Linked DNA regions of Pan troglodytes: regions 2 and 3 are each linked to region 1. A link is a contact called in public Hi-C data. All regions are on one chromosome and are shown on one strand. The core of a region is the stretch at or near the end of the contact, and the rest is flanking DNA. Distances in the headings are between cores, read along the strand shown. Region 1 overlaps RIN2 (Ras and Rab interactor 2). Region 2 holds the start of NAA20 (N-alpha-acetyltransferase 20, NatB catalytic subunit). Region 3 overlaps RIN2 (Ras and Rab interactor 2).

The links. Hi-C and Micro-C count contacts between places; a contact is called where the count stands out from the background.
Region 2: a Hi-C map of stem cell-derived neural progenitor cells shows a contact between it and region 1, with 3 times the contacts expected there. The contact joins the promoter of NAA20 here to the enhancer-like site in region 1. A contact is called at or near these places in 2 of 7 Hi-C or Micro-C datasets (induced pluripotent stem cells and stem cell-derived neural progenitor cells), 1 of 1 datasets of contacts at active chromatin or transcription factors (stem cell-derived excitatory neurons) and 1 of 1 other capture datasets (stem cell-derived neural stem cells).
Region 3: a contact with region 1 is called in a Hi-C map of stem cell-derived neural progenitor cells, with 8 times the contacts expected there. The contact joins two enhancer-like sites. A contact is called at or near these places in 3 of 7 Hi-C or Micro-C datasets (blood, induced pluripotent stem cells and stem cell-derived neural progenitor cells) and 1 of 1 other capture datasets (stem cell-derived neural stem cells).

Annotation. Positions count from the first base shown.
Region 1 is chr21:26,307,076-26,310,632 of NHGRI_mPanTro3-v2.0_pri, reverse strand. All of the region lies in intron 1 of RIN2 (Ras and Rab interactor 2), which reads right to left. Among named protein-coding and RNA genes, the nearest start is that of RIN2, 27 kb to the right of the region's middle. Within about 2 kb of position 1,707, at least 10 of the 24 cell types and tissues checked have an H3K27ac peak or open chromatin away from gene starts, as enhancers often do. A contact at or near this core is called in stem cell-derived neural progenitor cells and stem cell-derived neural stem cells, where this site is marked.
Region 2 is chr21:26,545,696-26,549,252 of NHGRI_mPanTro3-v2.0_pri, reverse strand. It overlaps NAA20 (N-alpha-acetyltransferase 20, NatB catalytic subunit), which reads right to left and starts at 1,720. Exons shown (of 6, transcript XM_514540.8): 1 at 1,540-1,720. The coding sequence starts at 1,592.
Region 3 is chr21:26,521,829-26,525,385 of NHGRI_mPanTro3-v2.0_pri, reverse strand. RIN2 (Ras and Rab interactor 2) reads right to left here. Exons shown (of 14, transcript XM_016937522.4): 12 at 2,864-2,995. Among named protein-coding and RNA genes, the nearest start is that of NAA20, 24 kb to the left of the region's middle. Within about 2 kb of position 1,650, at least 13 of the 24 cell types and tissues checked have an H3K27ac peak or open chromatin away from gene starts, as enhancers often do. A contact at or near this core is called in stem cell-derived neural progenitor cells and stem cell-derived neural stem cells, where this site is marked.

The DNA.
Region 1 (3,557 bases), core at 458-2,957:
ATTATCCAAAACAGCACTACCGCAAAAGGTATTAGGCATAGTCACTACGCTTTCCCTAGAAATGATGGCTTCATGCATCTTCACGCTTCATGCATCCTCATTATCTATTGCTATATAACAAGTCACCGCAAGACTCAGTGGCTTAAAACAATAATCATTTTATTATTGCCATGGTTTCTGAGTGTCTGGAATTCAGGAAGGGCTTGGCTGGGTTGTTCTGGCTCAGAGTCTCAAATGTGGTTGCAGCCAGATGGTAACTGGAACTGGAACAAAAGGCAGAGTGTGTGGGGGTGGGGAGCGGGAAGGTATGGCTGGAACAGCTGGAGACTGCTACGGTATCTCTCTCTTTCTTCATGTAGCTTCAGGGCTTTGTCATGTGATCTGTTTGCCTGGGCTAGTTTGGGTTTCCTCATAGCATGGTAGCCTCAGAACAGTCTAACTGCTTGCATGGCAGCTCAGCACTCCAGCAAGAATGTACCAGACAGCAAGGTGGAAATTGCATTATCTTTTTCTTTCCAAATTATCCTCAGAAGTAATGCAGTATTATTTCTGCTGCATTCTATTGGGTACAAGTGAGACACAAACCCACCCAGACTCAAGAGACAGGCATTCAACTTTACCTCTTGATAAGGAGGTGCCTAGGAGAAGGTGTGGGATGGGTGATGACATTGTGGCTATGTTTAGAAAAATACAATCTGTCCCACAGACTGAAGTTAGCAATGCACTGGAAATCTCACAGAGGGGGAAGCCATTCCCATTCTCATTTTTCACATGTATAAACCAAGGCGAAGCATTTCTAAGCTGCTTGTGGTCACACAGAGGCAGGGAAGAAACTATCACATGTGTTACTTTGACATATATACAACTTTAATGATGAATATAATGTATGAAAATTACTTTTTAAAGTATAAAATACGGCATCATTTATTGTAGTCATTCATTACAATTTGGAAACATCTCTGAAAAGTTTATCTCTGAAAGTTTGACATATTACCAAGGAGAATGAAGCTCTCCTTGGAAAGTTTAATCCACTCAACTTGATCTTCCCTGGGAAAGTATTTGGGTATTTCCTAGTCTCATATAATAGAGAACTTGGCAAGTAAAAATGATAGCCAACATTGGCCTTGCACAATGTTCCCCACTGAAATAGCCAGTACGCTTATGGATAAGAAATGCTTGCCTTGGGCTGGGGTTTAGAAAACATAGGCCTGTGGATGGGAAAAGGCAACAGTTCTTGTCCATCTACTGTCCACCGAAAGGATGTCCTGCCTGGCAGCACAAAAGCATCTGCAAACTGAATTTCCCCATTTCCTCTCTGGAGTTCAGTCAACTATCATTTCACATCATCCTGGGTTTTGCCCATTTTAGTTCTGATTTTTTTATTAAAGGTTGGGTTTTTTAGCATGTGAAAGTTCTTATGTTAGGACATTTAATTAGTGGTGGAATGTCATTACAGTTTTCTTTTGCTCTGGTGTGTGTGTGTGTGTGTGTGTGTGTGTGTGTGTGTGTGTGTGTAGAGGGGTGAGAACATTGACTAGCTGAAATGCTTAGATTCACAAACTCGTTTCTTCTGATTGCAGCTTTGCTTGCACGTTGTCTGCCACTTTCTGCTCCTTTTGTCATCTATTTTCTTTACTGGATCATGGGTGAGAGTTGATGTAGGCAGGGGACAGCGTGTGGGTGGCTAGCCAGGTTTCTTGATTCAGATGCGCCCTCTACCGTTGATAGAGTGAAGTGTAATTTCTTTATTGTGCTTACTCTGGAAGAGGGGGAGCATGTCTGATTTTGTGGTTTTCTTTGATCTCTGAAGGACCCTTTATTTTATTCTTTTTGCCTTCTTTCTGGATATCACCAAGTCTCCAAGGGGCAGTGCCCTTCCTAGTTTCCCTCCTCTCTCCCAGTAACCTCGCCTTTCCTACGGCTGTAGCCTCCAGTCTCACACTGTCTGGTATTCCCACTCAGGATGGGGCCTGTCCTTCCAGGGGTAATGTGATCTGGGCTGCATCACCCCGGGCTGTGCACACTCCTGCCCTTCTCCACTTGTCCTCTGTGGTCCCCGCCCAACGCTCTAGACAGGGGCGGGCTCCGGAGCCTGCCTGGCTGGACCTGGATACTTCTCTCACTACTTACAGGAAATTTGAAGTCTGTAGAATTTTGTCTCTTAGTAATCCTGAGGGCTTGTGTAAACAATGGTTTTATTTGCTCTATTTGTTGATTTGGGTAAATTTTTTTAAGTTATGGTAAGAGATTTGGATGTAGGCAACCACCATTATTCTACTGAAATTCAGAGTTCCCTATGTGTTTAAATAATAATGCCATTTACTGTGCTGAAACATCCATTTACCCAAATCTATTTGCTCTTCACAATACAAGCATTTCTTAGTGCAACAGTATATATAGCTTTTTAAACAAGGAACCCTTTGTAATAACTAAATGCATACACACACACACACACACACACATAATTGTTTAAATTCCTTTCTGACCACTATAGCATACTTGAAGCTAAAATTCTTAAATATCATCAGCCATCACCAAAACAAGCAAACTTCCTACCTCAACTACATCAGCAAAGGGCACAGCACCCTTGATAGCATCTGCTGTCCTGAATAAAACTACAGGTTGCGGGAGTTACTGGCAAAGCCGCATCTGATTTTCAAGTTGCCTTGGGGCAGCAGGCAATTGGCCAATTTCAAGCAGCGCCATCCGGTGCCATGTGCCAGCCCTGCTCTGACACACTGTGTCCGTCAGTGTCTCACTGTGCTAACCTGGCCTCGGCCCTGGAGTAGACACTGCAGGTGCTGCTCGTGTCCCCTCTTCCACGACAGCCTGCTGGACTCCACACTGCCAGCATCCCCGTCTCCTTGCCTGAGGGTTCCTCTGGCTCTTGGAATGAGCTTTTCTCAGGGAGAGGCCTGAAATGCTGGGAATCAGTTCCCAGACCCCAGTAGCCCTCAATCTACAACTGATGAGAGCGAGTGTGAACACCTGCCCTGCACCTCCCACGCCTCCACCCCTCGTGGGATAGTCAGCTTCCCGGCAGGGGTAAGCTGTGGCTGTCCATGGGGTAAATTATTGATAATACACTCCATATTGTTGCCTCCCTCCCCTGCCTCACCCCCCCCCCTTCCCTAGGGGTTTCCTGGGACCACCCTCCCATCAACTACTTGCATTCTAATCAAATCCTTGTTCAGAGCCGGCTTCGGGAGGAATTCAGATCCAGACAGCTCCCCAGCTCAGGGCCTCACCTCCAGCCACCCAGAGCGTTTGCCTGGACAGGAATCGCCCAGGTCAGAGACAGCCGCAGCTGGGTCCCCATCCAGACAGGGCAGGAATGAGAGGGGACGCCCAAAAACCTGGGGGTCCAGGGAAGCTCAGGAGAAGGCCCTGATGGGAGTTTGCAGAGAACCCCGGTGTGGCATGGCTGAGACTCAAAGGGGCAGTGATGGGGAGGGCCATCTACAGTCCATGACGAAGGCCTGTGCACACAGTAACTTCTCTGCTGATGTTTGTGGGATTAATAAATGAGCAGGAATTTAGTTTGAGAAAACCATATG
Region 2 (3,557 bases), core at 471-2,970, 240 kb before region 1:
GGATCGCAAACGGAATGTGCGTTTCTAACATGGTCCCCTGACCACAGGCACCAAGTCTTTCAGAACCACTGCTCCAGAGCCAATATCCTTGGATGAAGTTCCTTGCTTTACTCATTCTCACCTGGGCCAATTCACTTGTGCTTGCCATGCCTTGGTTTACTCATACACAAAATGGGGGTGACAGCACCTCAAAGAATCGTGAGGATTAACTGGATTATTACGTGGGCACTCAGAACAATGCAGGGAACAGTGAGTTCAACACAAGTCACCGTAGCTACCAGACTGGCCCGACAGAAAATTCTTTCCACAGGATCAAGTCTAAACCCCTCCTGTTTCACCCATTTCTTCCTGACTGCTCAGTGACAGAAACCAGCCACTAGATTCGCACTGATCCCAGTTGTCTCACCGCACTTCAAGTTTCCCCACTTTCATGCCCCGCTCCTTCTCCGGAACTTCCTTCTTCCTCACTTACCAATGTGTTATCCATCTTCAAGGCTCACCCCCTCTTTGAAATGTTCCCAGCCATCTTATCCCATAGTTCTTTCCATCTTCCTGACACTTGAATCGGAACCACTTGGTCCTTAGTTTTCACATACCGCCCTGTTGTTTTTTTTAAAGTGGATCCAGGACTGATAGATGGCAAGGAAGGAGAGATACCAGTGTAGCAAAATGTTAACGGCAGAATCCAGGAAAAGTGTCTATAAAAGCACATGGTGAAATTCCTCCAACTTTTCTAAATGTGTGGGAATCTTCATAATAAAATGTTTTCTTAAAAAAAAAATTGGTACCTGCAAATCAGAGGTCTGGCCTTAACTCGAATCCAAAGAAACTGCATCCAGGGCTCTGGGCACAGCGAGCCTCCCCTAAGATCTGCCGTGACTCCTCACAGAGGAAAGGTGTGTACACCGGGGTGCGCAGCTACAGTAACTAAACTTGCAAACACTAACCATGACTGAGACAGCATCTGCTGCAGGGGACACAGTGATCAGTGTCATTTCATTTGGATACAATTTAACCACGGCCACCAGGTGGGCTTCACGATGTACACATCCCAACAGCTGCTGACCAGCTTCCGATCCTCGCAAGCCCCCTCTGCGGCCCGGCCTTCGGCGGTGCCCACTGCCCAGAAGAGGCGCGGCCCGGCCACGAGCCAGCAAGCAGTAGGGCAGGGCGAGAAGCCCAGGTCGTGGGCTCCAGGCCGCGTCTCCAGCTCGCCCCATCACCCCAGCGCCTCCTGACAGCGACCACGAGCGGAGGCCCGAGCGCTGCCCCAGAACCTGCGAGCTCGCAGGGTCCAGAGACAAAGTTTGAGCACCTCGGCCAAGGTCGCCAAGGCCGGCGTGCGTCGACTCCAGGCCCACCTCTCCCTGGACCCTGTGGTCCCAGGGAGGCGCCCGCGTCGGCCGGCGGGGGGTGGTTCTCGCGGGTCCCCGCCCGGGCTTGGGGTCCGGCCGGGAAGGCGCGGCTGGGGCCGGAGCTGGCGGGGCCGGGAAGCGAGGCCCGGCCAGAAGCGGCTGGCCCTAGGCGCGTGTCACTCACATGTTGTTGAAGCGGAACAGGTCGTCGCAGGTGAAGGCCCGTAGCGTGGTCATCGCGCCGCCGCCGCTTCCGAAGACCGTTCGCCAAGACCCCGCGCCCGCCCTGCCGGAAGTCTCCCGGAGCGCGGCCGCCGCGGAACCGAGCGAGACGGGGTACTGCTTCCGGGCTACGAGTTGCTCGGCAACGACAGCAGCAAAGCAGCTTCCTCTGGCGGCCGGCGGCGGGAATTGCCAGGTCGCTCCTGTAAGGCCTCCGCGGCTGTGGCTGCCCAGAACCTCGGAACCCCTCCCAGGCAGCGGCTGCAGAAAGCAGGCGGCGACACCTGGGAAGGAAAGAAGCTGCTGGTGATGCGGAAACCCAAGCAGAAGAGCGGAGTTCGCAGCCACCCGGTGCTGCAGAGTAAATGAGGAATGGGAGAATTTATGACCCAGAATCACTTGTCCCAGTGTTGCGAGTTGCAGATGTCATCTTAAAATGTCAATACCACGTTTAAAAACAAAAAGAAGGCCGGGCGCGGTGGCTCACGCCTGTAATCCCAACACTGGGAGGCCAAGGCGGGCAGTTCGAGACCAACCTGGCCAACATGGCGAAACCCCCTCTCTACTAAAAAAAAAAAAAAAAAAAAAAAAAAAAGGAAAGAAATAAAAATTAGCTGGGCGTGGTGGCACGCGCCTCTAATCCCAGCTACTTGGAGGCTGAGGCAGGAGAATCGCTTGAACCCAGGAGGCGGAGGTTGCAGTGAGCCGAGATCTCGCCACTGCACTCCAGCCTGGGCGACAGAGCTAGACTTGGTCTCAAAAATAAATAATAAATAAATAAAAGCAAAACGAAATGTAAAATTGATTTTGATAGTACGCTTTATTTTACCCATTTATTTTTCCTATTTGGGAAAAATATTTTTCCCTGACCCCAGTTTATTATACCCGAAATATCATTTCAACATGTAACCAATCAATACTCAACATGTAATCAATCAATAAAAAAAGTAATGTGATATGTTACATTCTTTTTTGCAAAGACTTTGAAATCCGGTGTGTATCTTACATTTGCAGTGCATTTCAATCTGAGAGAGCAGCTGTCATCGGAAATGCTTGTTCTCTATTTAGATTTCATCAATGTATGGTTAAAAAGCAGATTCTCATATCCAAGCGGTTCCAAATATACTGTTTTCAAATCGCTGAATCAAACATCAGTTTTTAAATTTAAAGTAGTTAAAATTAAAAGTTAAAAATTCCTTTATTCAGACCAGACACAGTGGCTCACGCCTGTAATCCCAGCTACTTGGGAGGCTGAGGTGGGAGGATCATTTGAGCCCGGGAGGTAGAGGTTGCTCTGAGACATGACTGCACCACTGCACTCCAGCCTGGGTGACACAGCAAGACCCTGTCTCAAAAAGATAAGATAAAGAGAGAGAAAATACATAAAGCAAGCAGGAATGCTGAAATGTATTTACACATGAGTGTTAAACTGGTCAATATCCACAGAGCTGTAATCACTGTCTCTCCTGGGCACTGTATAACACTATGCATTTGTATTTTATGGACAAGAAAAATTTTCATTACTATCAATTTTCCTCAGCTTACAAATTTGTAAAATTTTGTATTGTCAAAGACAATAAAAAGCAGAGAAAACCTGGAAACGTGTACTAGACAGTAATCTTTTTCTGGCCATTTCAAAGTGTTTCATAATTTTTTGTGTGTGACATGAACTAATGTTGATTTGAATTTTGTTCCTTATGAAGTAGTGAAGGTTTTTATAATATTTTTGGCTCTGATTCATTGGTATTATAAACATTAGAAGTTTATAGCTACTTTATGTTTGTATCTAGGTAATGGTGGAATAAACATGATTTTGATTTTTAGAAAAAAACACTGTGGGTTTAACACAAAGGTAGCATTGGAACCCTGCAGAAACTGGATGCTGTGGGCCAGCAGTTTGCAAGCACTGATACGAATTATTATTCCGATTTTGAGGCACAGATCAGAAATATCCTATAGCTACGTGGCCATTCCAACACA
Region 3 (3,557 bases), core at 401-2,900, 210 kb before region 1:
TATTCAGAAGCTTATTTATTTAGCCTGCAGAAGCCTCTCTCTGGTCAATAAGTGGCAATATGCAAGATGGCAACTGTCCCCTCCATGTGGATCAGGAGCCGCACGCCCTGCAAACTCGTGCTGGACATGAACACGAGAAAGAAAAATACCCTTCTTGTTTTCAGGTTGCAGATGAAGACTTGAGGTTATTTTTTCCCGCAGCATAATCTGGGTCACCCTGAGCCATGCACTTTCCATTGATCACATGTCAAGCTTTTTGTGTATAGAGTGATCTGAAGGGTTTTCCAGACCTTGCCACCTACAGTATAATCACCCTAGTTAAGAGTTTTGAATTGTTGATCTTTACCAAATATTCGCCCCACAAACAAATCAGCATGTGACTGTGTGTGAAACTCAGTAATCCAGAATACAGATGCTACATGGAGAATTTCAGGAGAAATCAATATGAACATAAGTATTCAGGAAAGGCTGTATGGAGGGTCAGGATTTGAGCAAGGACTCGGAGAACTGTTACAATCTTTGTGGGGGTGGAGGGGGGCTCCTTTGGACTTCAAATTTTAGACTCCCTAGCTCTCATCTGTTCAGGACACTAAGGAGAAAACTCAAATGCTGGAAGCACAAAATTGACCACACTTTGAAACATGTGGATGCAATTAGAGAAGGTTTTAAATTTCAGCAAGACTATAACCCTACCGCAAGAGCTGTGCACTTCTAAGGGATTCTATGACGCCTTTTTGGTAAATGAGAATACCTGCTTAAACAGCGGAAAACAGACGTGGCTGCTACCCCGCAAACCAAAGAGGACTTTGGGCAGGCACGGAAAAGTCCAATCTGTATTTTTGCCACTGCTCAGTAGCCTCTTCCTCCCAGGCTGCATAGCTTCAGTTCGATGCTGTGCAGGCCTGGTCTGTGATCACAGCCAACCCAACTGGGCCGCCTACTTCCCAAGGAAGGCAGCCAAGAAGCCCCAGACACGGTTAAGTGGAAGCAGGCTCTATTTAAGTGCGAGCTCACCAGCAGCTTTTGTATCCTCACTAGCTGTGCCCTTGTCTTTCTTGTGGGATTCGTGGAGGAGAAGACAGCCACCTGTCCATTAGTCATCAACGCAGGGCCTTGCCCTGGGCCAATCTGGGAAAGGGGCAGGAAGTAGCTGTTTCTATCCTTGAGCCACAAGATACAAGCAATGTTTGTCCTGAGTGCACATTGTCAGCAACAGAATCGACTTTCTAAGTGAAACCGGCGTGTCTTTTTCCCCAAAGCCCTAAGAGCTCTACATACTTATATTACTAGAATTAAACATGATTGAAGCTCGAAAAAGAATAACCAAACCCCAAACTGTATTAATAACAAACATTACAGTGGAAGGAAGGAAAGCATGCTATGTAGACTAACATGCTTCTCTTGGTCCCTGGGCAAAACCACATGTTTGGCCTTGTCCTGTCTAATCCCAGGGCAGAGCAGGCAAGAAAAGCTCCAGGGAGGGCCTTGGAGGCTCATCGGGGAGTGTCTGGTTCCATGGTTAGTAATATTAATAAGGGGACAGAAGAGGCTAAAGGGTGAAAGCATGAAAGAGGCCCATTCATACCTGCCTGGGATCGGGTACGGGAGGAGAGAGATTCATCCCCCATCCTGAGTCAGCACTACCCATGGTCACGTGGGAAGGGCATAATCGGGCTCCAAGAAGGGCGGTCCCTCCGACAGGAAAAGTAAGGCCTGGTGAATTCATATTACAGGACTGAGGAGACTAAGGGGGGCACATTCTGGGGGCGGTAAAAATGCATTTCATTCCCTCCAGGGAAAATGCTGGGATGACTCATTCCTTAGGGAATCCTGTCAGAGATGGACCTTTCTACTCAAGCCCAGACTGAAACTCACGGGAAAAAACAAAACAAAACCGTAACAATCCCCCCCAGGGCTTGTCTGGGCTTTTATCTGGATATATAAAAATGGATTAAGGGGATTCACAGTGCACAGGCCCTGATTTGTTCTCCTTTGAAAAGATAAGCTCACATAGAGTCCCAGTTATTTCTGCGTTTCAAGGCTGTGCACTACTGTGCCAAACATCCTAATCATTTCCATGTAAAATACCTAAGCTATGTGTAAGGAGAAGGAATTTCTGCTAAGACATGTTGGGGTTAGGCAGACACAAGGAGAAGGAACCCGAATGCCAACGTAAATTGAGAGCAAACTGCACAGATTCCACACCCCTGTATTTTTACTATAAAAATGAAAAGATACTTAAAAAAAACTGGAAAAAAATTAATACTGTTTTCACCTTGAAAACGAAATTTTAAAAAATAAAAACAAAGCCAAGCGTTTATACATTTCACTAATATAAGAGCAGGTTATTTTTCTGGCAATGGAAATATCCTCAACAAAAGTTTATAATTTCCTCTTGGAGCCAAAGAAACCATTTCTTCCAAAAAAAATGGCATTTATTCTACTGAATGTAATTTTGTATTGCCATTAAGCGATCTTAGTGAAGTATAGTTAAGATGGGGTTATATTTTTTCTTTGTGTTTTTCCTGACTTTTCCAAATTTTCTACCACGAGTGTGTATTACTTTTGCAATCAGAAAAAGGTTAGTACACTCTTTTAAATTAATAAAAAATTCAGTTAACACTTAAGATGTCAAAAAAGCACCCAAGTAACTGCTTCATGGGTGCAGAATTTTATTTTAGGGTGAGGAAAATAGTTTGACACTAAATAAAGGTGGAGAATGCATGACATTGTGAATATACTAAATGCCACTGACTTATTCCCTGTAAAATGATTAATGTTATGTGACATGAATTTCGTCTCAATTATAAAAAAATGAAAAAAATAGCACCCAGTTCCTTCAACTTTTCTCAAAAGCAGTTACCTTCTCCATGTAACAGCGATGGGTCTAGGAGCTCCATCATGTACTCGATTTCAGTGTCCAATTCAAGCATGTCACACTGGGCTATGACATAGGTCAGGACTGGCAAGAAGTCATCAGCGCCATACATCCTCCCTGAGAGTAGGAAGAGAAGGAGATGGAATATTTTTACCAACTTTTCTTTCTTTCACATCCTTCTTGCTGCTTTTATTAGACAGCAAGGAGTCACTCTGGGGAACTGTGCTATTTATAAACAGAGGTGGGTGTTTCTGGAATCCTATGTAGCCTCTGACCCTCCCAGCTGCTAATGTTAGAGACCAGCCCTTACAGTTTCAGAATGAATATCTGTGAACCAATGAACACATTACAGATTTTCTCCCTACTTTTATAATTTGTATAAAATTATGTGATAGAACAGAATACTCGTTAAAATATTTTAACTTTCAGCAAACAATATTATAAAATGCTTACAAAATATTTACTTATGCTAATTCTTTGTGTCTTACTTCCTCTTTCTTGCTGTGCACATTATTTACAAACATAATGACAAGGTCAAACTCAAACCAGGAATAAGCTAACTTTGCTCTGTATTTAATGTGAGCACACAGTTAATTTCTTTAAATGTGCCAATTCAGTACATGTTGAATATACACATTGATTAATAGAAATATATGGCAAAAAAAGTTAGTGTTTACTT